2 separate regions of the Zea mays genome follow, and region 2 is linked to region 1. Evidence: chromatin contacts called from public Hi-C data. All regions are on one chromosome and are shown on one strand. Each heading gives the region's core, a stretch centred on a gene start, on an enhancer-like site or on the middle of the called end of the contact. The rest is flanking DNA. Distances are from core to core; before and after follow the strand shown. Region 1 holds the start of LOC100278084. Region 2 has its middle 15 kb from the start of LOC100384137.

What was found. A called contact is a pair of places that touch in the nucleus more often than the background predicts.
Region 2: a contact with region 1 is called in a Hi-C map of leaf mesophyll, with 4 times the contacts expected there. The contact joins the enhancer-like site here to the promoter of LOC100278084 in region 1. A contact is called at or near these places in 7 of 25 Hi-C or Micro-C datasets (bundle sheath, ear, endosperm and 3 more).

What each region holds. Positions count from the first base shown.
Region 1 is chr3:22,625,237-22,631,910 of Zm-B73-REFERENCE-NAM-5.0, forward strand. It overlaps LOC100278084, which reads right to left and starts at 3,827. Exons shown (of 1, transcript NM_001151477.2): 1 at 2,955-3,827. The coding sequence starts at 3,653. The coding sequence ends at 3,096. It overlaps LOC103649848 (a long non-coding RNA gene), which reads right to left and starts at 1,364. Exons shown (of 5, transcript XR_563746.4): 1 at 1,059-1,364; 2 at 773-982.
Region 2 is chr3:22,667,182-22,673,855 of Zm-B73-REFERENCE-NAM-5.0, forward strand. No RefSeq gene overlaps it. Among protein-coding and RNA genes, the nearest start is that of LOC100384137, 15 kb to the right of the region's middle. Within about 2 kb of position 2,505, at least 20 of the 20 cell types and tissues checked have an H3K27ac peak or open chromatin away from gene starts, as enhancers often do. A contact at or near this core is called in bundle sheath, ear, endosperm and 3 more, where this site is marked.

The sequences.
Region 1 (6,674 bases), core at 2,577-5,076:
CATGTGCGCTGCAGAACTTAAAGGCATCCTTAGTTTCTGTGTGTGTGGCAGGAATATGTCAAAAAAAGGAGAATTTATCAGGATCAATTTGGCTTATCTAAATGAGCATTCTATTGTAAGTTACGTAGTTACTCTCTCTTCTTTAAAGGGTCCACTGGGAAGTCACATGCTTTGCACAAGCCACATGTGTGCACGCTTCAGATTAATTTAGAGTCAACTATTGCAGACACTTGTCTAAATATATGCACATGGCATCAAAGGGGCACATATTGGTCTATCATTCCATCAACACAATTAAGTGAGATACGACTTTTGAAGCTAAAGCGGTGTAAATTTCTTTTAAATAAAATCTGCTCGAAAACATTGACGTAACATCATAAATCAATACATTCTATCTTTAATTTGGTTTGGTATCTAAAAATGACCCTACTCGGTGCTAAACCATAGGACCATTTTCAGTACTAGGGACCTGTATGATGCAAATATAAACCAATCTATGTAAAACATAAAAAAACCAATCCATGCAAAATATAAGAGGCACAAACTGACGCTCTAATTCTACAAGAGACTACAGTACATATCACTACCCATTTACTATACATACAGGCCAAATATTTGAGAACGGAGGTAATATCATATCATTTGGGAAATCATGCCGAGTTCATTCACCAGATGCTAAACATACAGGCCAAAACTACCATATCGAGGCTCTATCGTCAGAAATCGATATATAGTTCCCTCCATGTGAAGCTGAGAAGGCGGTGTACATTACCCTGAGACGCTCGGAGAGGACGGATGGGGTGATCTGCTTGTACTTGGGCACATCGGAGAGCAACTTGTCATAGGTGGCCTGGTCGAAGAGCACAACGTTGTTGACCTTCTCCTTTTGCTTACCCTTGCTCCACTTCTTCTTTTGCTGCTTCCCGCCTCCGGACTTGGCTGGCTTGGACGACGGCGGCGGGGCCTTATCCTTCTTCGGGGCCTAAGAGAACAACAAAAACGGTCAGCAACAGACGGTTAGGCCGCAGGTGCGTGGAGAGGAGAGGCGGCAGATGCACCATGGCAGAGGTGGTGGCGTAGGCGTGAGGCGAGCGACGAAGAGGAAGGGGCGGCGGCGGAAGTTGATGCGCGTCGGGGCGAGCAGCAGGTATATGAGTTGGAGGCTAGGGTTTTGAGCTGGTGTTACTCTCCACCGTCTGATACGATCGAAGGTCTGCGATGCCTTTTCGGTGATGTAGCAGGCGCTACGCATACATCCAGAGCAATGTAGAGAGGAGGAAAGCGAAGGAAGATGAAACATATCTGGGAGAGAAAGTGAGATGAGGTGGAAGGAGAAGTATCCCGAAGGGCAGCAGAATTCTCTCGACACTCTTCTGGATAGAGTAGACGGTTGCTTTTTATTTCCTTTTTTAATCCGCCAATACTACTGTTGCATCGGTGCATAGGAAGTGTCGATTAGAAATCGAACGGTTCACATTTTTCTGATGACGTGGACGTCCTGGTTGGCCTCGTTTCGAACCGCGTTTGTAATATAGGAAATTTGATTCTTTATTCTTAATTATATAGTGTTCTGGTTTTTCTGCATAAATAGATATTTTTAACAACACATAAAATTATGTATAGGTATGCAGTAAAACACTTTATTATCTAGAATGAGTGTGGAGTAATTGTTTCATAGATGATAGATGAAACATAAAACTGGTATTAGAGCACCTCCAAGAGATACTCTTTATTTTTTAATCTATATTTGAATATCTATTTATCTTTTTATAAAGACTACACTTTTTATATAGCATTTAACTCCAACATACTATCTATCTATTTTGGCTAGTTAGGTGACTAGTCAAGTTTGGTTAGTGAGAGAGCTAATTTGAAAGTCAGATAGCTAGTCTGTTGGAGATTTATTTTGATGTTGATTTACCAAAATTTGGCTTGACGAGTCATTTAGCTAGCCTTAGCTAGCCTCTTGCAGATGATCTTGGTGCCAAGACCATACTCAGTCTTTAAAATACTTCCCTGACATCATGAAATGAACTATAGCTTGGTAAAAGTCTTCCCAATAAACTGACGATAAGAAAATGAGGAAACGTCAGGTTCAGTTAAGACTTAGGAGTAGGGACACGGGCACACGGCAGTGCTCCACGCCACAGCTGTTCCCGGACAACGTTTCCTGTGTGCGCAGCGACTACCTCACAACAACGGCGAACGGCTAGTCCTGCGAGCCGGTGGCTCACGGTCTTTTCCCTGTTAGGGCATGTACAGTGGAGAGACACCAAAACGGTTCTCCAAGCACAGGAGACAACTAAGAGACTATATTGTACAATGGAGTGTCTATAAACGTAGTTTATTAATAAATACAGAATTAAATGTATTTATATAGCATCAGATCGATAGAACAGACGACAAATTTGTATAGTGGGAAGTGAGGCGTCTGTTGTTACTTGGTTTACGAGCCAGAGGCGTCTCTTCACGGAGAGACGGCTCTAAGATTTTTTTGCAAATAACCCCCTAAAACACCTTAAGAGCTCCCACATTAAATACCACTGTACATGCCCTTAACTTAATCTCGTTCCCAGGCAAATGTAAAACAGTTTCCTGCTCATGGTCAACCGTAGCAGCCAGAATTATTCTTCCCCGTCTAAAAGGTTGCGAAAATTCGCGGACTCTTCCAATTCCAATTTGGAGTGCTGGATCCTTGCAAGTATTTTTTCCAGATAACAATTCATGAAAACATTATTTTTTTCCTCTCAGTATAATCGCCCACCTCCATCTGTTTTTTGAAAACTTGTCGGCATCTGTCTTTTGCTTCACTGTTTATTATTTTTATTTTAATAGCTTTATGTATGTACTCGCTTCCTCTTATTTTCTTTTTCTATTAAGCGAGAGGTAGATTCCGAGGGCAAACAAAAAAAAGGGAGGCCATTTCCAGAACCTTCCGCCTATCTGAAATCTTATCTTCCCAAGTTTTGCACGGCTCTGTTTTAACCCTCCTAAGAAACTTTACATTCAGGTTAGCCAAAAGGTAAAAATAAAAACGAGAAAAAAAGATAGGGGCTAATCCCCTGGGTGCGGCCGCACGCACGGGGGACGCGTCATCAGACGGCGGGCATGGACTCGTGGCGCAGCGCCGCGAGATCCGACGGCGCGCACGCGTCGTCGCCGAACGCGAACAGGCCGGCGCCGAAGACGTCGTCGTCCCACGCGGCGGCGGCGGCGGCCGCGGCGGCAGCCTCGGGCGAGTAGCCACCGAAGCCTCCGTCGATCTCGTCGTCGAAGCCCCAGATCTGGCCGTAGAGCGCGGCGGCGGGCTCCGGCGGGCCGGCGAGGCCGGCCTCCTCCGAAGAGGCGGCGGCGGCGGATCCCGCCGGCGGCAGCCCCAGCTCGTCGTCCGAGGCCTCGAGCAGGAACCCCAGCTCCGGCTGCTGCGACGGCGCCGCCTCCGCGGCCTCGTCGAAGCTGGCTATCTCCTCCTCCAGGCTCCGCATGACGGACGCCAGGTCGCCGGCGGCCGCCGCTTCGGTGTCGTCGTCGAGCATGTCGAGCAGGTCCTGCGGCCGCAGCCTCTTGGCGTCGGCCTCCGGCCACACGGCCTCTCCGGCGGCGGCGGCGAGGTCGACCGCCTCCCGCGCCCGCTTGTGAGAAGAGGTCTCCATGGAATAAGTTGGAGGAAAGGAAGCGACTCTCTCTCTTTTCTTTCTTTTCTTGCTCCTCCTTCCTCTCGCTGTGTATAGTACACGACGTAGCAAGCAAGCCAAGGCAGGCAGCTAGCTAGGCCAGGCGAGACGAGCGCGTTAACGCGAGGGCAAAGACGGAAGAGTACAAAAAGCGAGGTGTTGTGCGCAGCGTCGCCGAGTTCGGGGCCACCTTATATAGCGTTGCACGCGGTGGGCGGCTCTGCGGACGACGTTTCTCGCAGGGGGGTTTCCGGAAAAAAGTTTGCTCGGGCGGTTTTGGTTTGGTCGCCAGTGCGGTGGTGCATCGAGGTCTATAGTTATCAGCTCAGGTACCTCCCGGAGCTGGCGGGCGGGCGGTGTAGTTTGAGAGTTTCGTCGGGTGCCAGAGGTATTGTCCACACGCTCCCGTGGCGGCCCGTTGATGCGAATAACCAGAGCAGGCACCATACCATGGACGACCGCTCGAGTAGTCGAGTCTCGTGTTCCAGGCTTCCAGCCAGCACTCTCGCCCCGCTGGCGTCAGACCTCAGAAGTGCATTTTTGTTCGGTTGCCTATTTTCTCTCGCCTGCTTTTGTGCCTTTGCTGGTAGGTGACGGCAGTGCTTGTTGAGTATAATTCTTCAAACCTGAACGTGTGGCTGCGTATAGATTCAATTGAATACAGACCGGCCCAAGTTGCAGTTATATTTCCGTTACCTATGAGTGATTTCTGATATTTTGAAACCTTGTAAGGCCTTGTTCGTTTCTATCGGATTGGTGGGTCGGAACGATTCCTGACCGGATTGGTTCTCTAATTTATATAAACTTTGATTAGCTGGAATTATTCCGGGTGCAATCCGATGGAAACGAACAAGGCCTAAATGAATTTAAAAAATGGCATGGACGGGGATGTGTGCGTGTCTGGCTGCCTGCCTGCGTGAGGCTTGCCATCCCATCTGGAAGTGCGTGGGCGTGGCCGCGTCTCCGTCCGCGCGCGCCTGCCTGCCTGCTTTTATTTGTCCACGCCCTGGACTGGATGGGTGGATTGGGGCGTGTGTGGTGGTTGAACGGCGACGGCCTGCAGCGGTCCAGTCAGTCTCCCCCCTTCGATATTTCTGGCACTGCTTTTTTTTAAAACCTTTGAAAAGCCACCTGTGTGTCTGGCTGGCTGTACTGGTCAGTGGCGATCTTTATCCCGGGCGGCGGGTCTCTTTTTAGTCAGGCCGACGAGTTGGACCCAGCTATATTTTTTAAAAAAAAGGTTTATTCTCTCCCATCTGGAAAAAGATTTCGAGGGCGTGCCTGCTCGGTGCGGACAATAATAACTGGGTGAAAAGATGTTGGTTCTGAACCTCACAGAATTTCATTATTAATTTCATTTTCTTTTTTTTGTCGCCGCATGCACTGCTACGCATATAGCACTACTCAATAACAAAATTTATAAACTAAAGAATTATATAGCTACTACTAAGGGGAAAAGTGCATATCGGTTCCATTCCTGTAAATTCTGCATTTGGGAAGGGCTGTGCCTTGAGATTCGACGCGCGCCGTACGCAATGAATGACCGCAGTTCCGGGGACCGGGAGCCAAGCCAACCCGACCCGGTCGACCCGAATGTACGGTGCGCCCAACCACCCTTTTTATTTATTTAGGGACAAAGGCCACGCTCCGAAGCAAAGCAGGCACACCAAGCATGTGACCCAACCGTCCCGAGCATCTGCGAGGCCCGGCTTCTCCCGGGGTGCGCGGCGCAAAACGGGGTGGGCCACACGAATTGACCCGGCTAGGGGCACTTTTGCGAATACATCTAAGTAACCGGGAGAGGCGCGGGATAACGAATCGTGGCGGGGGGGTCTTTACGCAAAAGGCGCGGGAGCGTCGAGATCGGGATTCTGGGGCCAACAGTCACGGGCGCGTTGCCTTTTTTTTCTCTCTCCATTTCCCACCCCAGTTTCCTGATTTAAATTCGATTCCTGGGTTCCGCTATCAGCTGCGGTTCAAGTCCGGCGCCTGCGCGATTCGCGTCCGCGACCGGAGCCGACAGCGATTTGCCTTTTGCTCGGCTTGAGCCGGCGAACCGTCAGCGGCTCGCCTTCGGATCTGGGTAGCCCGCTCTCGGTGTGTGTTTGCGTTGGGGCTACTGTACTTGCTTGGCCCCGGTCCACGTTTAGCCAATTAGCCGGCAGTAGTTTCATATTGTTCCGGTTTTACCGTTGCTGCGTTGGGGTTCCTGTGTTCCACTTACCAAGGCGGGGAACTTGACCTTTCAACGGCGGGGCTAAAGACGCGGTATAATACAAGCAACACCATTTGTTTTCAATTAATTAACTGGCTAAACTAATAAATCTAACGAGTTAATAAAATAAGCAGAAACTTTATTTACTTTCATCTTCAATAGTTTACTATATTAGCTTTATAAACGATATTTTTATTAAAAATCATCGATTTTGTCTACCAAATCTATTTTGTTTAATAAATCAAATCTTAGCATATAGTGGTGCTGACGCTACGATCTCGATGAGGGAGGAGAGGAGTCGACGTCGACGTGAGTGAGGAGGCTCGGGTGCTGGGTCGCGGGAAAGGGAGAGAGGGATGGATGAGTGATCATCTAAATAATATTATCCATTGGATTTGAGTGAATAAGAGCAACTCTAATAGAGGCCCTAAACTCGTGGACAATTTAAAATATACGGCCCGAACAAGAAAAAAGAGGTCCAACAGGAACCCTATTTTAATGACATTCATAAAAAAAATTAGGGACCAATATCACAAGCAGTATATTTGAGACCCACGTAGGAGCGCCCCAATACTGTTCCCGCTTATCTCAACTCCCACGGAATTTTCACCTAGCAGTTTCTTTCCTTTGCTGCCGTCATCTTTGAAGTCCCGATCCTGCTATGACCGCCATCCTGCAGATCCCCTGGTACGTCGCCCGTACTACGTCGAACTACTCCTTCGTTCCCTTGTTCTACTGATCCCGATCTGGATTTGACGGCAGACTCGATGGATGGTCGGCCTCCT
Region 2 (6,674 bases), core at 1,255-3,754, 41 kb after region 1:
AACAGCTTCAGCTATCCGCATGAAAAGAGGACGACTCATCCGAAAGAGTCGTCGGAAATACTTCTCAGGTATGTTGGATGCTCAGCAAAGTAGTCATTGAATAATTTTAAATCATGTTCTCCTCTACTGCGATCATATACCTCATGTCCAAAAACTGAACCCCGACACTTTTTGCGCTCATCTTCACTCTTCCTCTTTCGATATCCACCCAACATGAAAACCATTATGTGGTCAAGGTCATCATCAATCTCGTCATCTTCTTGGTGCCTTTTTGATCTCCTACTTTCATACACCATCCTGCATCAAATTAGGAGGATGACAACATATATTGCTCAAAAAGGACAAAACCATTGAATGGGGATGTTGGGCCACCTCTGTTTTAATCATAAAAATTGATTGTAGCAGGATCCACGATCAACTACTGCTTGTCACTGTGTACCTAAAATAAAGGTAGCGATCCTAGCTGATGCTGAGCGGTGGCTCCTCCCAGGCGTCGACGCAAAGAATAGCCTGCGTCAAATGGCCTGTGGACTTGGAGAGAAACAAAGGGAATACGTACGGTGGAATATAGGTTAGTTGCAAACGCAATGCATTTTAGGCTCTAGGGTTGGAATAAACAATTGAATTTGGGCCCTAAACAAATAGAACATGTAGCTAAATTAAATAATAGGGCCCAACTATGGGGCTTATGGTTGGAGTTGCTCTAAGGAAGATGAATTATGCATCAATCTAAACTGTTGGTTTTTATGTTTTGTTAAGTTTGAGTGCAATTTGTTTGGTAGACTTAGTAAAAGTTATGAGTGTGGTATGAATTGTTTGGGTGGGTTTAGAAAAGTTAAAACTGGTGGATTATATAGTGGTATAGATTAGGCTATGGACCGAGTGTGAAGTCATCATATAGTCATTCAATAAAGGTTTCAAAACTTTTGAGCATCAAATGCTACTACTATCGATGAACGACCGCGAGTCGATGCTCAAATTCCAACAGAAAAGAAACGATAAAACAATATCCACACATATACAATGCAATACCTGAAATTATATCCATTGCTTCTCAAATTTGAGCCTGAACTAAGTTTGTTCACACGCTTATGTGTGATTGTCGTAGCTTGGTTAGACAAACCCGGTGTATAAAGAAAATTAATTGAACATGTGTATTTTACAATGCAATGCAATGAATAGGACAACACAAATTCATGTTCAAGTAAGGTCATTTATATCAAGAATGTTAAGCTTATTTCTCAACATGCAAAACTATGTTGTATCAAAGATTTTGTGAAGACATCTGTTAATTGATCTTTAGTCGACGAAATTCAACTAGGCGCTCTTAGGTAGTGTTTAGATGGAGGGACGGCGAAGGATGAAGAGGGATGGGATGATATCATTCTAACTTGACCCGCGTTTGGTTTAGAGGTCCAGAGTCAAGGTCAAGAAATATTCTTTAAAAATGGTGGATGATGTCATTCCTCAAAAAACAAGGGATAGAGTCAGCCCAGGGTTGATCATGTCCCATCCCTCGTTGACACCGAACCAAACACTACCTTAAATTGTCGTTGGTGCTCATTTGCCATGTTTGTCCCCCCTTGCCGTCGTTCCCCGTGTTTGTGCTAGAAGCAACTTTAAATTTGGCGGGTTGGTTCCACGACCGTCGAGCAACTAAATTGACCTTAAACCGAACCACAATTAGTTAATTCGAGCACGGATTAGGTCTAACTCCCGTAGTCCCGTTGCCAGTGCGAGTCGCTCGAACCACAATCAAAGGTGCCTCCACTCAAGCTAACAACACATCAATCGTATTGACGGCTACCAAGAACTAGAACAACACCATAAGAACATACACAACTCTATTAGGGCTTGTTCGGTTATTTTTAATCTATATGGATTGGAGGGGATTGATACGAATTGAGAGATATTGACTTAGAGCTTGTTCGGTTAATTCTATCGCATGTGGATTGGATGGGATTAGAAAAAAATATATGAAAGATTTTGACTTGTTCGGGATTGAAACCTACTCAATCCCACCCAAACCACATAGATTGAGAGCAAAACGAACAAGCCCTTAACTAGGGATTGAAACCCCCTCAGGGCCCGTTCGTTTCTACAGGAATGTACCAAAAATTGTTTTTATTGATCAAAACTTATACAAATTAGAGAAGCAATCTGGATAGGAACAATTCCGGACTTCCATTCCGTGTGAACCGAACGGGCCCTCAATCTCTTTCAATCCACATGGATTAAAGTAAAACCGAAAAGGGGTACCTAAAGGTTAAGTGAAAAAAGCTCGAGACACGCACGTCCCACCAGGAAAGAGTGAGGAAGTCCGTGCAAACCAAACTGGAGTATTTTGCTACCTGGTCTCATGCAAAATCCCGGGTGTGCCGCGCTGTGGATTGTTTATTACCTGGAGAGAAGAGGCCCGACGACGCACGCATCGGCGTGGTCACTTGTTCATGTGCGTACGCCGCGCGGCGCCGCGGTCGCTTTCCGCGTACGAGTACGACGCCTCCGCGATCCATGCTTACTAGTCTAGTCGACGGCTGGCCGGGGAATCGTGGCTCGGAACGAGGCATGCATGCACCCGGCCGGCCGGCCGCTGGGTAGCACGCAACGCAAGAAGCCAACCATACATGCCCCGTACGTCTCTTCTAGTACCTGTACCTGGCTCTGGCTGGAACTCTCCCTCGCCGACCCACATGTCGCGCACGTAGCACTGTTCCAATACGCGAGACACGGACGCGGGATTTTGCTTTCGGATATATATATATATATATATATATATATATATATATATATATATATATATATATATATATATATATATATATATATATATATATATATATATATATATATATATATATATATAGGCTTACAGCAACCATGTTCGTTTGGGTTGAAAATATAGTTCTTTCACGTCCACTTTTTTCTATCCACATTCATATAAATGATAATAAATATAGACATACATATAAACTATATTTATATGTTACTTAACGAATGTATATTATCCGAATTATATTTTGTGACTGAGGTGTAGTAGTTTCGGAGTAGTTTCGGGTGGATGGTAGAGCTCAAAGTTGAGTCGGCCAGTCAGAAATTGTCATGTTTTGGGTTAGCGCACGGCACAAAATAATTTTAGGTTAGGCTCAGACGTGTCTAAATACTTAGATATGGCACAGTCCAAAAGCACAGTAATAAGTCGTTGGTTTTTAGCTCCTAAGTTTGTTGGTTTTTAGCTTCTAAGTTTGTCGTGTCGTACCGCTTGTCGTGTCTAAATTTGAGGCACGATCATCCATGTCAATTGTCAAGCCTTTTTTTTGTGTGTCGATCGTGTTTTTAGCTCCTATTTTTAAATCGCGTCTGTACAGTCCCAAATAGCTTGGTCTAAACTTTGAGTTCCAGATTATTGTTGCAAGAAAGAGATGGATGGCTCCGCAGACTAGTGATGCACATGCACGCTCTGCAATGCGTGCGTTTCCCATCTTCAGCGCCTTGAGGACAAATCATACCGCATACGTGCGCGTCACTCATTTTCTGTCGTGTGGTCGTGAAAGGGCTTCTCACACTTCCCAGGTTCGCACGCCGGTTCGGCATGCCTCATGCCTGCCCCGCGTAATGCAAAGATAAGAGATGCTGTGGCCGTCTGCTACTCTGATATCGGCCGTTCTGATCTGTGACCGACACCGACGAGGAAGAAGAGCACAGCAGCCAGCGTCCTCTACGGGCTACAGCCAGTTTCTTGGCACGCTTGTTACGTCCACACAATCCCTATCCGGCGTGGGTTTCTGGCCGCTGCGCTGTCGCGTTTCCGGCAACGGGATTCTTGCCGGAAATACAGCAATGAATAGGGAATGATTCGAGCCGGCTGATAAGAACTAGATAGCAGCATGGCGTTGTACCGAGCAATGTGTCGCTAGAACCCTGAAGAGACGAAGTAAAACTGGGGAAAAAAACCGTAGTTCACAGCTGATTACAGTGATGGACATTTCGTGACATGTGCATGTGTAGGACCGGTAACGTGACCATAGGGTTGTATGAGAGCCAATCAGATTTTGCTTCTAAACACTGAAAATGAACTCTTCACTTCAATTGAGATGAAGCAGTTGTCCAAACCATGAACACATCAGCGAACGAGTGATCTCATGATTACAAAATGTTTCTAATACTCGCATAAAACCAGCAAAACAAACGGATCACAAATCAGACACCAAAAAGTCCAAAACGGTCCAATACAGTATCGTCAACAATTGTTGTTTTCAGCACTATGAAAATTTTGTTCTTGAATTTAAAACTGAACCAAACGAACTCCGATTGAGATGAAATTTTACACACACTTAAGCAAATATGTTTCCAAGATCTCCCCAAATTTTGAGCTCAATCGGACTTGTGAATCACCCACATATTTTAAAATATAGCCAGAAATTAGGGCTTTGTTAGAGTTTTCTAGAACGAGTTCAAATTGAGTTTTTCTCAAATCGCAATCAAAATCTGCAACAACTAGGTGTATGCAGTGGTCCGAAGAGTGCAACTCACCACCAATCAATCTCCAAACCAAATCATCCCAAAGTAATCAAAGATTTTTCACCAACAACACAAGATCGGGAAAAGGATAAACCAAGAGTAACCATGATCTATTTGCACTTTGAGTTAGGCCACCATGATCTCTGTTTAGAGATAACCAAACTCTTGATCTCCGATAGGATTTTTAGGTGATGTCAATCATCAAGAGTAACAAACACAAACTCTCACTTAACCTAACCAAGGAACATTGGATGTACACTTGCTTCTCTCAATGCACTAATGAGGTACTAATCTCATGATTATCAAATCACAATCACCTCACTAGTAAAGTCTCTATCTTTTAGTTTGAATGATTTATTCAGCTAAATAAATGTGCAAGAGTCCTCAAAATGGGCAAGATGGAGGGATAATATAACTGAGAGCACCTAGAGGGGGGGGTGAATAGGTGATCCTGTAAAAACTTCAAACTTAAGCCACAAAAACTTGTTAAGTGTTAGCACGATTATTGCCAAGTGGCTAAGGTGAAGTCTCAACAATCTCAACAAAACACAGTACCACAAGAGAATCAAGCACAGAGTGACACAGTGGTTTTATCCCGTGGTTCGGCCAAGACCAACGCTTGCCTACTCCACGTTGTGGCGTCCCAACGGACGAGGGTTGCAATCAACCCCTCTCAAGCGGTCCAAAGACCCACTTGAATACCACGGTGTTTTGTTTTCCTTTCACTATCCCGTTTGCAAGGAATCTCCACAAATTGGAGTCTCTTGCCCTTACAAGTATATGATCACAAATGAAACACAGAGTAAGGGAGGGAAGCAACACACACAAATCCACAGCAAAAGCGCACACACACGGCCAGGAATCGAGCTCACAAGACTATCTCAGAGTTCTCACTTAGAACAGAGCTCGAATCACTTAGAAACACAAACGAATGCGCAGAGACTTAGTGTGGATGATCAAGAATGCTCAAAGGTTGCTTGTGTGTCTCCTCCCTGCGCCTAGGGGCTCCTTTTATAGCCCCAAGGCAGCTAGGAGCCGTTGAGAGCAAATCCGGAAGGCCATCCTTGCCTTCTGTCGTCGGGGGCACCGGACAGTCCGGTGCACACCGGACACTGTCCGGTGCCCGATTTGTTTCCTTAAACGGCGAAGACGACCGTTGCAGACCGTTGGCAGATCTGGCGCTGTTGGCGCACCGGACATGTCCGGTGCACACCGGACAGTCCGGTGCCGTCTTCCGACCGTTGGCTCGGCCACGTGTCCCGCGCGGATTGCGCGGCCGACCGTTGGCCCTGGCCGACCGTTGGCTCACCGGACAGTCCGGTGCACACCGGACAGTCCGGTGAATTTTAGCCGTACGCCGCCGGCCAATTTCCCGAGAGCGGCCAGTTCGAGTCGCGCCAGCCTGGCGCACCGGACACTGTCCGGTGCACACCGGACAGTCCGGTGCTCCAGACCGAGCTGGGTCTTGGCAGCACACAGCCAAGTCCCTTCTCCTTTTCTCTATTCTTCTTCTTTCTGTTTCTAACACTTAGACAAATATATTAGTACTTAAAACCAATGTACTAAGGCTTAGAAACATACCTTTACTTCATGATTTTCACCTTGTGCATCCATGTACATAAATTCACATTTAGGCCCTTGTGTTTGCACTCAATCACCAAAATACTTAGAAATGGCCCAAGGGCACATTTCCCTTTCAATCTCCCCCTTTTTGGTGATTTATGCCAACACAACATAAAGCAAGTGGAACAAGTGCAAAATCACTTCAAATAAAAACTCAAATTGGTTTTGATTCAATTTTGGCATATATGGATCATCCTTTGCCACCACTTGGTTTGTTTTTGCAAATCAAACTCAAATCTCTATCTATAAGTCAAACACACATGTTGAAGTATAAAGAGAGTCATTCCAAAAGAGATTGATCAAAGATTTCAAAAACTCCCCCTATTTCCCATACTCAATACTTCTCCCCACAAGAAGCCAACTTTTGACAAAAGAGACAATAAGAGACAATAAAAGCTTTTGACAAAACAAAAACTCTATCCTACTATTTTCAAAATCTCTCAAGTGGTAGCTGATCCATTTATCGCTTTGGCCTTTATTTTCTCCCCCTTTGGCATCAAGCACCAAAACGGGATCAATCTTGGCCTTTT